Regions from separate parts of the Columba livia genome. Here region 2 is linked to region 1. The links are chromatin contacts, called in public Hi-C maps. All regions are on one chromosome and are shown on one strand. The core of a region is the stretch at or near the end of the contact, and the rest is flanking DNA. Distances in the headings are between cores, read along the strand shown.

Region 1 (5,904 bases), core at 2,338-4,837:
CAACTGAAGGGGAATCTTATTTCTATTCAGTCAATTTCTTTTCCTAAATAAAGCAGAGTGTAGGAGTTTTTTACAAGCATACGTAAGCAGCTCATATAGTTCAGAACATGGGACCTGTGTGAAAGATATTATATCTTAGATATAGATATAGATATAGATATAGATATAGATATAGATATAGATATAGATATAGATATAGATATAGATATATAAAATACATCCTCAGTGGTGCCATTCTTCTTTGTCAAACACCCCCAAAAACTCTGCAGAAAAACCCAATCATATTCACATTCTTCATAAGAACAATACTGCTATCAGTGTAGAACAGGTAGCATTGACCCTTCAGATGGATCTGGGTTCCCACCCACAGCTTTCTCCCCATTGTTCATGGGTGGTAACAGATCATTCTGTCCACACGATAACCAAGGGTTTGGCCGACTCGGAAGGCACAGATATAAGTTCATGGTTTACTAGTCTGGCTTAGAAAGCTCAGTTGAGGGTAATCAAGCATTATGCATGAGTTCTGGATAGTTAGCGATTTTAGCTGCCAGTCCACAATTCCAAAGCAAATCCTGATTGCAAACTTTAAATAGTTGCATTTTCACCAGTTTGGATTACAAAACTTTTCAAGTGCCAGTCAGCTCAATGGGTCTCACTCGGAGCAGTGATTTATTTGTGTGCAGATACTGTGGACCCACATCTTCAGAAAATATTGAAATGGAAACTGAACTATTGATTCCTATTTGTACTATTAGAAATACTTCTTTCCTGTTATATATAAAACCCCTTGTTTTATATCAAAGAACATGTTTGCAGTCAGCCTGGTTGTCACAAAGTCTTGCCCTATAAACCAAATGGTAAATTCTAATGTCTGATGAGCATTTCAAGATTTCTTTCATTGCCATCTTTCTTTGTCTTAGGTTTATTCTTCAGAAACTGAAAACATCCACTTTTAAAAATTAGTCGCTCTTCATTAGTTACATTTAGGGTCATTCCAGGTCTTACCTATAGCACCCATTTTTTTTATTTCACTGCAGATTAGCACATAAAATTTCAACAGTTCATTGTACTGGATCTGGCTACAATGGAATCAGTTTTCTTCATGGCAGCCCATAAATGCTGTGGTTTGGATTTGTGACTAAACCAGTGTTGATAACACACCAGTGCTTTGGCTGTTGCTGAGGAGCTCTTGCATAGCATCCAGATTTACATTTTCCCACCCTGCCACAGCAGCAAGTAGGCTGGGGGTGAGCCAGAAGCTGGGAGGAAACACAGCTGTGACAGCTGGCCCCAACCGACCAAGGGATATCGTTTATCATACAATGTGATGCTCAGCAGTAAAAGCTCAGGGGAAGGAGAAGGAAAGTGGGATGCTCAGGGTTATGGTGTCTGTTTCCCTATGTAACTGTTATGTGTGATGAAGCTGTGCTTTGCATGAAGCAGCTAAACATTCACCTGACAATTGGAAGTAGTGAATAAAGTCCTTATTTAGCTTTGTTTGCATGAGCAGCTTTGCTCCACCTATTAAACTGCTTTTTATCTTGACCCATGAGTTTTCAAGTTTTCAGATTTTGCTTTTATTTTTCTTCATTCTCTCCCCCATCCCACTGGCAGGGAGTGAGTGAGCAACTGGGTGGGCAGGGTCAACCCATCACATCACAGGCAACTGCGATCTTTAAGTTTTTACATTTAAGATCCTAGCTTTAGTTTCTGACATGCAACATGGTCGAGTTTGGTACCTGACTACAAAATTACAACAAGAGGGCGAGGATTTTTCTCAAAGTTTCAGAGTATTTCAACCATAAGATTAAAGTGACAAACTTAACTTCCACATTTGGAAAATGTTTCAAATCCTTCATGGGTAAGAGTCAAAAAGAAAACAAAATCTCACATTTTTTTAAACCAGCCTGTTATTCTGGCACCCACAAGCCACCACCCAAGTGCTCAGAGCCAGCATTTGTCAGGCTGATATCCCTTTCTCCTCTGAATTTGCTTAAGCACTTTAAGCAAACAACACAGTTTGGTTTCAGCCATCATCAATGGTACTTTGTAGTACTGCAGACAGCCTTGCATGTAAAAGCACACTGAGAATCAAAGAACCACAGAATGTTAGGGATTGGAAGGGACCTTGAAAGATTGTCTAGTCCAATCCCTCTGCTGGAGCAGGAATACCTAGATGAGTTTGAAGAAGTTTCTTCTCAAATTTAAATGGAACCTCCTGTGTTCCAGGTTATACCCACTGCCTCTTGTCTTATCATTGGTTGCCACCGAGAAGAGCCTGGCTCCATCATCCTGACACTCACCCTTCACATATTTATAAACATTAATGAGGTCACCCCTCAGTCTCCTCCAAGCTAAAGAACCCCAGCTCCCTCAGCCTTTCCTCATAAGGGAGATGCTCCACTCCCTTCATCATCTTCGTTGCCCTATGCTGGACTCTCTCCAGCAGTTCCCTGTCCTTCTGGAACTGAGGGGCCCAGAACTAGACACAATATTCCAGGTGTGGTCTCACCAGGGCAGAGTAGAGGGGAAGAAGAACCACTCTGGACCCACTAACCACCCCCATTGTAATACACCGCAGGATGCCATTGGCCTTCCTGGCCACAAGGGCACAGTGCCGGCTCATGGTCATCCTGCTGTCCACCAGGTCCCTTTCCCCTACGCTGCTCTCTAATAGGTCATTCCCCAACTTACACTGAAACCTGGGGTTGTTCCTGCCCAGATGCAAGACTCTACACTTGCCCTTGTTATATTTCATTAAATTTTTCCCCACCCAGCTCTTCAGCCTGTCCAGGTCTCACTGGATGGCAGCACAGCCTTCTGGCGTGTTAGTCCTATGGGGAGTGTGTCCGTCTGTGTGTGTGTCTGTCTGTGTGCCCTCAGTCCCCCTTGCCCAGGAGGGATATTGTGTGTCCGTGTCACGTGGGCCCAGCCGTATTCCTCCCATCGGGCATGGACAGGAGGGTGGGTTTGCCTGCAGCCTGCTCTCAGCAGCCGGCCATGGAGGAAGGCTCCTGCCTGCTGACAGGCCTTGGTGGAGACCACCAGCCCTCACATGGTGGTGTCAGCCCAACGGCCAGAATGTGCTTGTGGCACACAGAGAGATTCTAAGGAGCAACCTCATTAATGTTTATAAATATGTAAAGGGTGAGTGTCACAAGGATTGAGCCAGGCTCTTCTCAGTGACAACCAATGATAGGACAAGGGGCAATGGGTACAAACTGGAACACAGGAGGTTCCACTTCTTCACAGTGAGGGTGCCAGAGCACTGGAACAGGCTGCCCAGGGAGGTTGTGGAGTCTCCTACTCTGGAGACATTCAAAACCCGCCTGGATGCTTTCGTGTGTAGCCTCATCTAGGTGTTCCTGCTCCAGCAGGGGGATTGGACTAGATGATCTCTCGAGGTCCCTTCCAATCCCAAACATTCTGTGACTCTGTGATTCTAAGACCTGACTCAGCCCGGCGGTAACAGGTCCCACCGTCCCCATGGAAACGGCCCTGTGGGCGTGGCTAGGCCGGCCAGGCCCCGCCCCATCCCGTTGCTATGGCAGCCGCGCTGGCGGCGGAAGTGCCTTGGCGGCGCTGGCCCCGCCCCGTCCCCCCCCCACTCCGCCGCCGCCGCCACCGCCCTCGGAAGATGGCGGACGGCGGCGCATCTCCCGCGCAGCAGGAAGGGGACGTGTCCGCGGGGGCCGGTGGCGGCCGGAGGGATCGGCAGCCCCGGAGCGGCAGCGGCCGCCCGCCCAGTGCCCGGGACTTGCAGGTGAGGGGGTGGAGATGGGCGTCCCGCTCCCTCGGCGGGGCGGGGCGGAGCTGCCAGCCGGGGCTGCCCCGCCGCAGCCAGGCAGCGCTGGGCCCGCGGGCAGAGGCTGTTGCCGTCTTTTCTTTCGTTTTTTCCCCTCTCTTGAGGCTGGGAAGGGAGGGACGCCTCTGAACAGCAGTGGGCACGTTGGGAAGCGGTGGTCGGTCAGCCTGTGTGGTGCTCAGCTCGGCAGGGACCTGGGCGGGCTTTCCCGGCGCTTCAGTAGCTGGGTTTTAACTGTACTTGAAGTTATTTTGGCGCCATTGTGTTTCCTGATTGATTATTTGGGAGGAGCGTCCTTCCCCCTCCCATGACAAAATCTCCGCAAACGTGGTGTAAGACTAAGGACAAGATCTTTTCCCAGGTTTATCTGGGGAAAGTTCCGAGAGAGTGTGAGCACAAATGTAACTCAGGATTGGTACCTAAGGATGTAATTGCAGACTCTCTTAACAGTATTCCTTTTTTTGCATGTGACTTTGAAACCGTATGAAGATTCAAAATATTTTAGCAACAAATTGGTTGGAAAACAGGTGAAACTTTACATTAACTGAAACTGCCCATATTTTGTTTAATTTAAAAAATTAACAGAGAAAGGTGGATATTGTTTTCTTTTTTTCTTGGTTACTATTTGCAATTTTCATAGGTTCTTCCTGAGATTAACTTTGCTACAAAATGTAACACTAATAAAGTCTGTGTTAATACTTTTTGGTTCATAATGCCTTTAGTTAGACAACTGAACCAGACAGGTGTTTGAGATAGAAGATTATTGATAGAATGTTAAAATACAAAGAAATGCCCTCCTGAGTCAGAGTAGCTACCTATCCATCCATCCAGCTGAGGCCTTGATTTGTCATGACACCATAAGAGATGTGGCATGAAGAAAGAACAGAAGCCTGATTGTGCCCTTTTACACTCTCTCAGCATTGCTCGGTTTTGGGATTAGGGACGGCACAGGGTACGTCTTTGCCTATTCCTTTTAGTGTCTGCTTCTGGACTTGTGTCTATGACTTACCCCATAAGAAATACATATCTAAAGGATAATTACTTGTATCCTCAGGTAATATGGAGGTCTTCAGTGGTTTTCTTGATCTGTGTTGTTGCTCAGTTTAATTTTCGTAATGGGAATAATACCTCAGCTCATATTTTCCTGCTGCTGAAAATGCCTCACAATAATATGGGATTAATATCCTGTGTTCATAGCAGTGTGTGTTGAAGGACAGATGTTTCATTTAATTTTAATGTGTATTCCTTGAACACAAAACTGCAGTGAAATTGTAGCCTACTACCTGTTCTGGTGTGTATGATAAAATGTTAATGTGACTTGCATAGTGTGAACAAAATGGTTTGAGGATAAAATTAAGGATGATTTGGCAAATGAAAAGTATTATTCAAGACAAAAGTAAGATTGCTAAAAATGACACGTTAGAGATGTCTCACACAACTTCCTAAAAATGAACTTACCACTGATATGGCAGCATTTAGGGAACCTTTGGGCATTATTATTTTTTTTTTTTAAGTATTTACAATGATGTCTTGCATTCAAACCAGCAAGGCAGACTTAGTTCTTAATTCCAGTAGAAGCTTATTTGGATTACATTTATTGTGCTTCCAAGTCTTATCAGAGAGTTACCTAGCAAATTTATTTCAATTTTTTATCATTGTTGAGGTGATGCTTGATATATACATGTGTATATAGTCTTGTGATTCTGAATCTAATACAGGCTGAATGTAACTAGTGAACCAAACAACAGCAGAGTACAAATTCCAAGTCACAATAACATTAAGCATCGTGTGTTTTTTTTCATAAAGCTTCCTGTCTGGAAGTTGAGTTTAGAGAAGTAGTTGGGGTTTCTCCTGTTTCTAATTTTCTGGGGATGCATGCATTTTGCATTAGTTTTTGTCTTATTTCTGTTCCATATGTAGTTCTAGAGTTACAGACTTCTAAAAAGAGTTCTGTTTCCTACAGTTGGCCTTGGCAGAGTTATACGAAGATGAAGCTAAAAGGCAGTCACTGTGTCCTGACAAACCAACCACTGCAAAGATTAGTAACACAAAAGTACCACAGAGGTGAGGTGTGCTTTGTACTTCAGAAGTGTGTTGAA
Region 2 (5,904 bases), core at 1,403-3,902, 96 kb after region 1:
ACAAATGGAGTCACCTGCACACTTTTTCCTTCATTCTTGCTCCTAAAGAGCTATAACCCATTAGCCCCTTCTTTCCCTAGCAAGTCCTCTCAGGAGCGGGGGGAAAAATAACAATAATAAAAAAATATAACGCATTTAAATTCTCACACTGCAAATACAGCATAGGAGAGTTAAATACATGTTTGTGTGGAGACCCTACAGACTCCCATTTTCAACTGGGAAACACTAATTCCATACTACATTGCCACACCACACTGTGTGAGCAATTAACAGCAGGGCTGTAGAATCTTCTTGCCTACCATCTTAAGTACATCTTCAAAGATGCAGATCACCACGAAGGCCACAGATTTTACTAGATAAGACTATTTCCAGTAACAAAAAACTGCATTTCCTTTAAGGATCAATCATTCAAAGCATAGTTATGAACACTCAAAAGAAATCAGGCATTACAGATATGCTGTTATTTATCATTTCTGCCTAATTAAAGCATCCTTTCCCCCCACCCCGTTTCTGTAAAGTATGTATTTACCATTGTGAGCTGCAACTGCTTCACTTCCTTTCTGCTTGTAGCCAAATATTAAGTCAATCCATTCATGAAGATGTTCTGATACATACTGACTTTCTAAAGCCTCTTGGCTCTTCTGAAGAAAGTCATCAGGACCTGGCAAGAGAAAGGTTAATTAAAGGAGAAGATATCCCATTCAGTATTGTCATCCACCTCTGTTCCTCTTCCTTCTTGAAAAAAACAGCCAAACAAAAAAACCCCAACCCAACACTGCACACCAATCCTCAAATTTGCTATAAAAATTAAATACAACTATTAATTACATCATGTTTTGAAGCAAAAATTCCTTTAAAAGGAAATGGAATGCGAATTTGAGATAAGAACCACCATCCCAGGAATCTATATAATCTTGAATTAATTCATAATGTAAGAAGTTGGCTGTCATTACCTGATGCCCAAGGGGGAAGCTCTACATCTTCAACCGTCTTTCCACCCTGCCTTTTTCCCAAGTCCAACTTCAAACTGTTTACTAGAAAACTAGAATCATTTTCATAAAATTCTGGAATTAACTGGAAGACCAAAAAAAAAAAAAGAAAGTTTTGAGATTAGCTTAGCTTTGATCACTTAAGTAGAATACAATCAGTAAAAACTTAGAAGTTATCAAAGTTCCTAAGTCAAGCCCCCACAGCTGGGTAGTAATTTTTCCAGGCTTTCTTCTCTGTCAGTAAAGCAGCACTGGAAACTTCTCCCCATTATCCTCCTAACTACATTCAGGCTTCTTGACTACCTTAAAGGCAATTCTCTGAGATAAATTCAGAGTGGCCTAAGTATTTTTAACATGTAATATGTGACATACAGATCCATAATAGCTAAGAGTATCTTCAGAATTATCATTGCACAGGTACCTTCTAAGTTTTAAGACATCAGGTAAAAGTCAAGGAAAAAAATCTAGAATAAAACTTGCATGGTGACAAAAGTTTCAGAAGTCAACTATTTAAAGACCACTATAGTTAATGATTAACGATAGATTTTTTTTTTTTTAAGTACCACTATATTAAACTCCTTATAAAAGACACATTATTTACCAGCACTTACTGACAGCTAATCATTCTCAATGTATTCTACAAGTTATAGTTTTTATAAGGCTCAAATAACTAAGAAAATACTTCTATAGTTCAACCAGATGTAATACAACAAATCCTTGCAAGATTCCAGCAGACAATACATAAAATTGCATCTTTTCAGCTTTAATCCACTCTGGTAATTCTCACATTCACAATGACACTTGTGTCAAACTAAAAGCCAGAAAGCAGACACAGACAAGCAATCATGAAATTACAGAGAAGGAACAAGTTACAAATGTTAAAGGAGTCATAAAATGCAGTCAAGAGCCTTAAAACAAAACAAACAAAAAACCCTACACAACTAAAAACCACAAACAACAAAATAAAAAAACCCAAGCAAACACACCTCACCCCAAAACTCTCAAATCAACAGGAGACATCTAAGAACAGAAAACTTAGCACAGACATCAAGAAGGGCTCGCACCATTTTCCAACTATTTACCTCTTTGAAATCTGTTGCACCATCCAAACAGTTTTTCCAGGTTTCTGCAAGACTAGATAACACATATCAATCAACATTTCTTTAAAAAAAAAAATATTCTTTTTAAGGCTTTGCACTCCCTTGATGCACATTTGAAAACAAAACCAAACTAGTTACAGACAAAATGTAAACAAACCTGTTGAACATTCTGTCAGCGTGATCAAACTTTCCATTCTGCAGACACAGCATGTATTCTGGTGCTAAGGAGAAGAAAAAAAACCCATCAGTTTCCTCCAAACCTTGTCCACGGTGGAGGTAGCTGTCTGCTCACAGAGCACGTAAAAGCTGCCTTACCAACTCTAACAAGGTAAAACAAAACATAACCCGGAGATGAATAATGGCTCCCATACATGAACTTGGGCTCTGGCATTTCCCGATAACGTGTCTGCAACATGTAAAGAAGAAAGAGAGGTCTGTTTAAAATCAGCACTCCTGCTTTCCCTCAATATTGAACACATACCTGCTACTTTTTTGTAAAGACACAGATTAGGACTACCGTATTTTTTTCCAATGAGAAAAAAAAACCTCTCAGTTCTAACAACCACTTGGCTTTAATCAGATCAGTAAATCAATAAGGCAAAAAAATTGTTAGGACTTATCATCCAGAATTATCAGGTTTTCTGCTTTTTTTTCCACTCATTTTCACTTGTAACTGCAGTGACTCAACTTAAAAGGAGTGCAAAGACTTTCTTTTCATCTTTCACGTGAAGTTTAATGAGGATGGAAGAACATAGGAAGATTCCCTCCTGTCTGAAGCTCCTAGGTGTGATCTGTAAAACCTATAATCGTCTAAACAAAGTTACTTTTACTGCACTATGTATGAGGTGGCTAACAGTTTGACGAAACAGTCAGATCTTCGAGAGAAAACTTTATTTACTCTTATTGAAACCTAATACTGATCATGTTCTTTCCCACCACAACCTCAGGAAGCTTTATGACTTTGAAATAATCTTTTTTGTCAATATAAAAAAGTTAATCTAGCGATATTTTTTTTCCTAATACTTCATTAAGAACTAATAAAGATTCCGAAACATTAAATACAGCTACATTCTGTAAATGGTTTTGGAGTAATTAACTTATCATAGGAGACAATGACTTAATACAAAGGATTAAAAACTAAGAAACCAAGAGCCTTCTAAGCCTGTAACCACGTGTTTGATTGCTTATGGAAAAAAACCCACAACTGACTACATTGAGAAACGGAAAAAGTCTGTGCACTATTATCTGCATGTGGAAATTTCAAGTCGGTGCTCTGATCTCTGTGGATACAGATCTCCTTCCTTGGAAGCATTCTCCCTCAAATTCAGCATTTTACTTAAACGGAACTACTTAAGAATTCCAGTACTTTGTGTTGTTTAATTCATACATGTATTTTACATGACATATATAAACCCACTGGGCTTGAAGTTTTATATTTCCAAATATGTTTATAGCATCTGAGTTCCTGCCACAGAAACGCAGTTACAATAGTTACATGGACTTGGGGATTTTATTTGAAAAATGACGTAAAACAAATAAAAGCGCATACATATGAAGCGGTACTAAGAAAGAGGATATGGATTCAAATCACTTTAAATTAGTACTGACAAAATCAGCACTGATGAAATCAAGCTGAAAATAAATGTGATATGTGTATAGGCAAGTTTGCTTCTGATAAGGTTTATAGTTAGTTTTAGATAACTACATAGTTCTCACAGCTTGCTTGACAGAGGTCCTTTTATTGCCAATATGTATAAGGCCCAAAGTGTGTAACACATAAAAGCCAAGATATACATACCAATAATCTATCCAGCCTTTCCTTATTCAGGGCACCAATTGGTTTACTAAGGTCACGGAATGTTTCAGGCTTTGTCAGATCTAAAAAAAACCCATAGTTAAATGTGTTGTTTCTACTAGACAAGAATATATTCTAATCAGTATTTTAAAAACCAAACAAAAACCCCCACAAGAAAACAAACAAAAAAATCAACTCAAAGCCCCCCCTAGTAATTTTCTCTGCTCCTTAACTACGAAAGAATGAAAGTCTTACTGTAAACAGCTACTTACTGCCTTCCTTCAAGTAGGCTTAACCTCAAACCTCTTGCTTAAGACCCAGTAGTTACATCTATGTGACAGCTATTGCACCCAATGTCACCTAGTCAACATGAATCCTGCTACCCAGGGCACAAAAGCAGCTAGAATCTTCTTTCTATTCATTAACTATTCTGTCACACTACAGTTAAACCCCACCAAACAGTCAGACTGGAGTGTCTGAGGCAGCGCTGATGAACACCACAAGACTCCCCTACTCCTTGCTGAGGGACAGAATCCCCAAAAGGAGAAGCATCCAACACACATTGCACAAAGACCCTTGATTTAGGCATAAGCCTTGTTAGCCTCTTTATTTAAACTTCCAGTGCTGAGAACTGTAACAGAACACCTGGATTCTATATATTTCAATGTACCCAGCTTGTTCCACAAGAGGCCATTTTACTGGTTCTTTTGCATTTATTGAAATCAAAGTGTCTGAGCACTCAGGACCACAGATTTTCAAAATGATCAAGCAGATGCTTGGTACAAACTCTGTATGGGATAAGTGAAATATTTAACAGAAAAAGGTGAGGTGTTTTGTCCACTAAACTCCAGAGTAAGGGTAAATGCGCAAGAAAAGACCCAAGATTGCTAACACCAGGTGCATTTTGATGTACCATGAACTTTACACAGTGTAACTTACATCCCCCCTGCCCCAAAATAGTTCAGGTTGGACATGATACACTAACATGCCTTTTTGTATACACATACCTAATACTGAACTAGAGTAGTCTGCTATGATCCATGGAAATACAGGATACTGGGAGAGATCGTTGCAGCTCCTGTCAGCCAGATTGTTGAGATGAAGAAGATACTGGTAGTTTGATATATGTCCTCGCTGCCATTGCAACATATAACTTTCAGCTGTATGCTCTGTTATATGATTTTCTAAAACAAAACAAAGCATTAAGAGTTTTGAAGTTTGGAGTTCCGCTCCCAATTTATACAGTGATTAACATTACGCAAGGTACTATAAAATGATTAAGGGCAAAGTTGTTTAAAAGAACAAGCCAGAATTAAGTGGTTAACTTTATGTTTCAATAGCTACCATACTTTATACATCTTGTAAGATCTGTTTAAACAGGCCTAAATTGCATTCAACAAAAAAATCATGCAGGAGTGTTGAAACCAAACATGGAAACAATGGATAGGAAAGAAAGATTATGGAGGTATAGAAAAGTATTTGCAGACCATGAACAGCTCTCCTGGCAATCAGGCAACCTCTAAGACTTCTAATTTCTAGAAGTAGTTCTGCTAGAGCCAAGAAAAAATTAACTATATTTTCCTACTGGACAACTAAGGATGCCCACTAACAATGACTTCTAGAAAGAAGTCACATTGTATGCAAGTAGGATCCAGTTTCAGAACCACTGAAACAGAGAGACTAAAGGAAGATAAAACTTGACCACCACTCAAGAAAGTAGGAATTATGCACCCAGAGCTTCTGTTTGAAGCACTGGGCAGGTGCTCAATAAATTCAGTACTTCATTACACTATGCTCAATAGCTACAACAGAAAGGTATGCTGCTGTACAACAAATTGACCTGCTAATATTCATTCTGTCTCTCCATCTTAAAATGAAATTAAAGAGATATCATAATCATTATTTTTGTCTGTCCTGTGAGTAGCAGGTTTATCAAGAGAAATAGTGGGCTGGTGGAATGGTTTTGCATGGAGAAGTGTTTTACTGTTGTTTTTAATTGTTCCTTCCATTGGTCCAGCTT

Evidence for each region. A called contact is a pair of places that touch in the nucleus more often than the background predicts.
Region 2: a contact with region 1 is called in a Hi-C map of liver, with 2.5 times the contacts expected there. The contact joins the enhancer-like site here to the promoter of UBXN2B in region 1. A contact is called at or near these places in 2 of 2 Hi-C or Micro-C datasets (crop and liver).

What each region holds. Positions count from the first base shown.
Region 1 is chr2:122,984,838-122,990,741 of bColLiv1.pat.W.v2, forward strand. UBXN2B (UBX domain protein 2B) reads left to right here and starts at 3,588. Exons shown (of 9, transcript XM_065053607.1): 1 at 3,588-3,763; 2 at 5,769-5,869. The coding sequence starts at 3,638.
Region 2 is chr2:123,081,684-123,087,587 of bColLiv1.pat.W.v2, forward strand. It overlaps NSMAF (neutral sphingomyelinase activation associated factor), which reads right to left. Exons shown (of 31, transcript XM_065053609.1): 13 at 4,892-5,068; 14 at 3,888-3,967; 15 at 2,405-2,495; 16 at 2,247-2,310; 17 at 2,072-2,123; 18 at 954-1,074; 19 at 530-661. Among named protein-coding and RNA genes, the nearest start is that of NSMAF, 25 kb to the right of the region's middle. Within about 2 kb of position 2,653, at least 2 of the 3 cell types and tissues checked have an H3K27ac peak away from gene starts, as active enhancers do.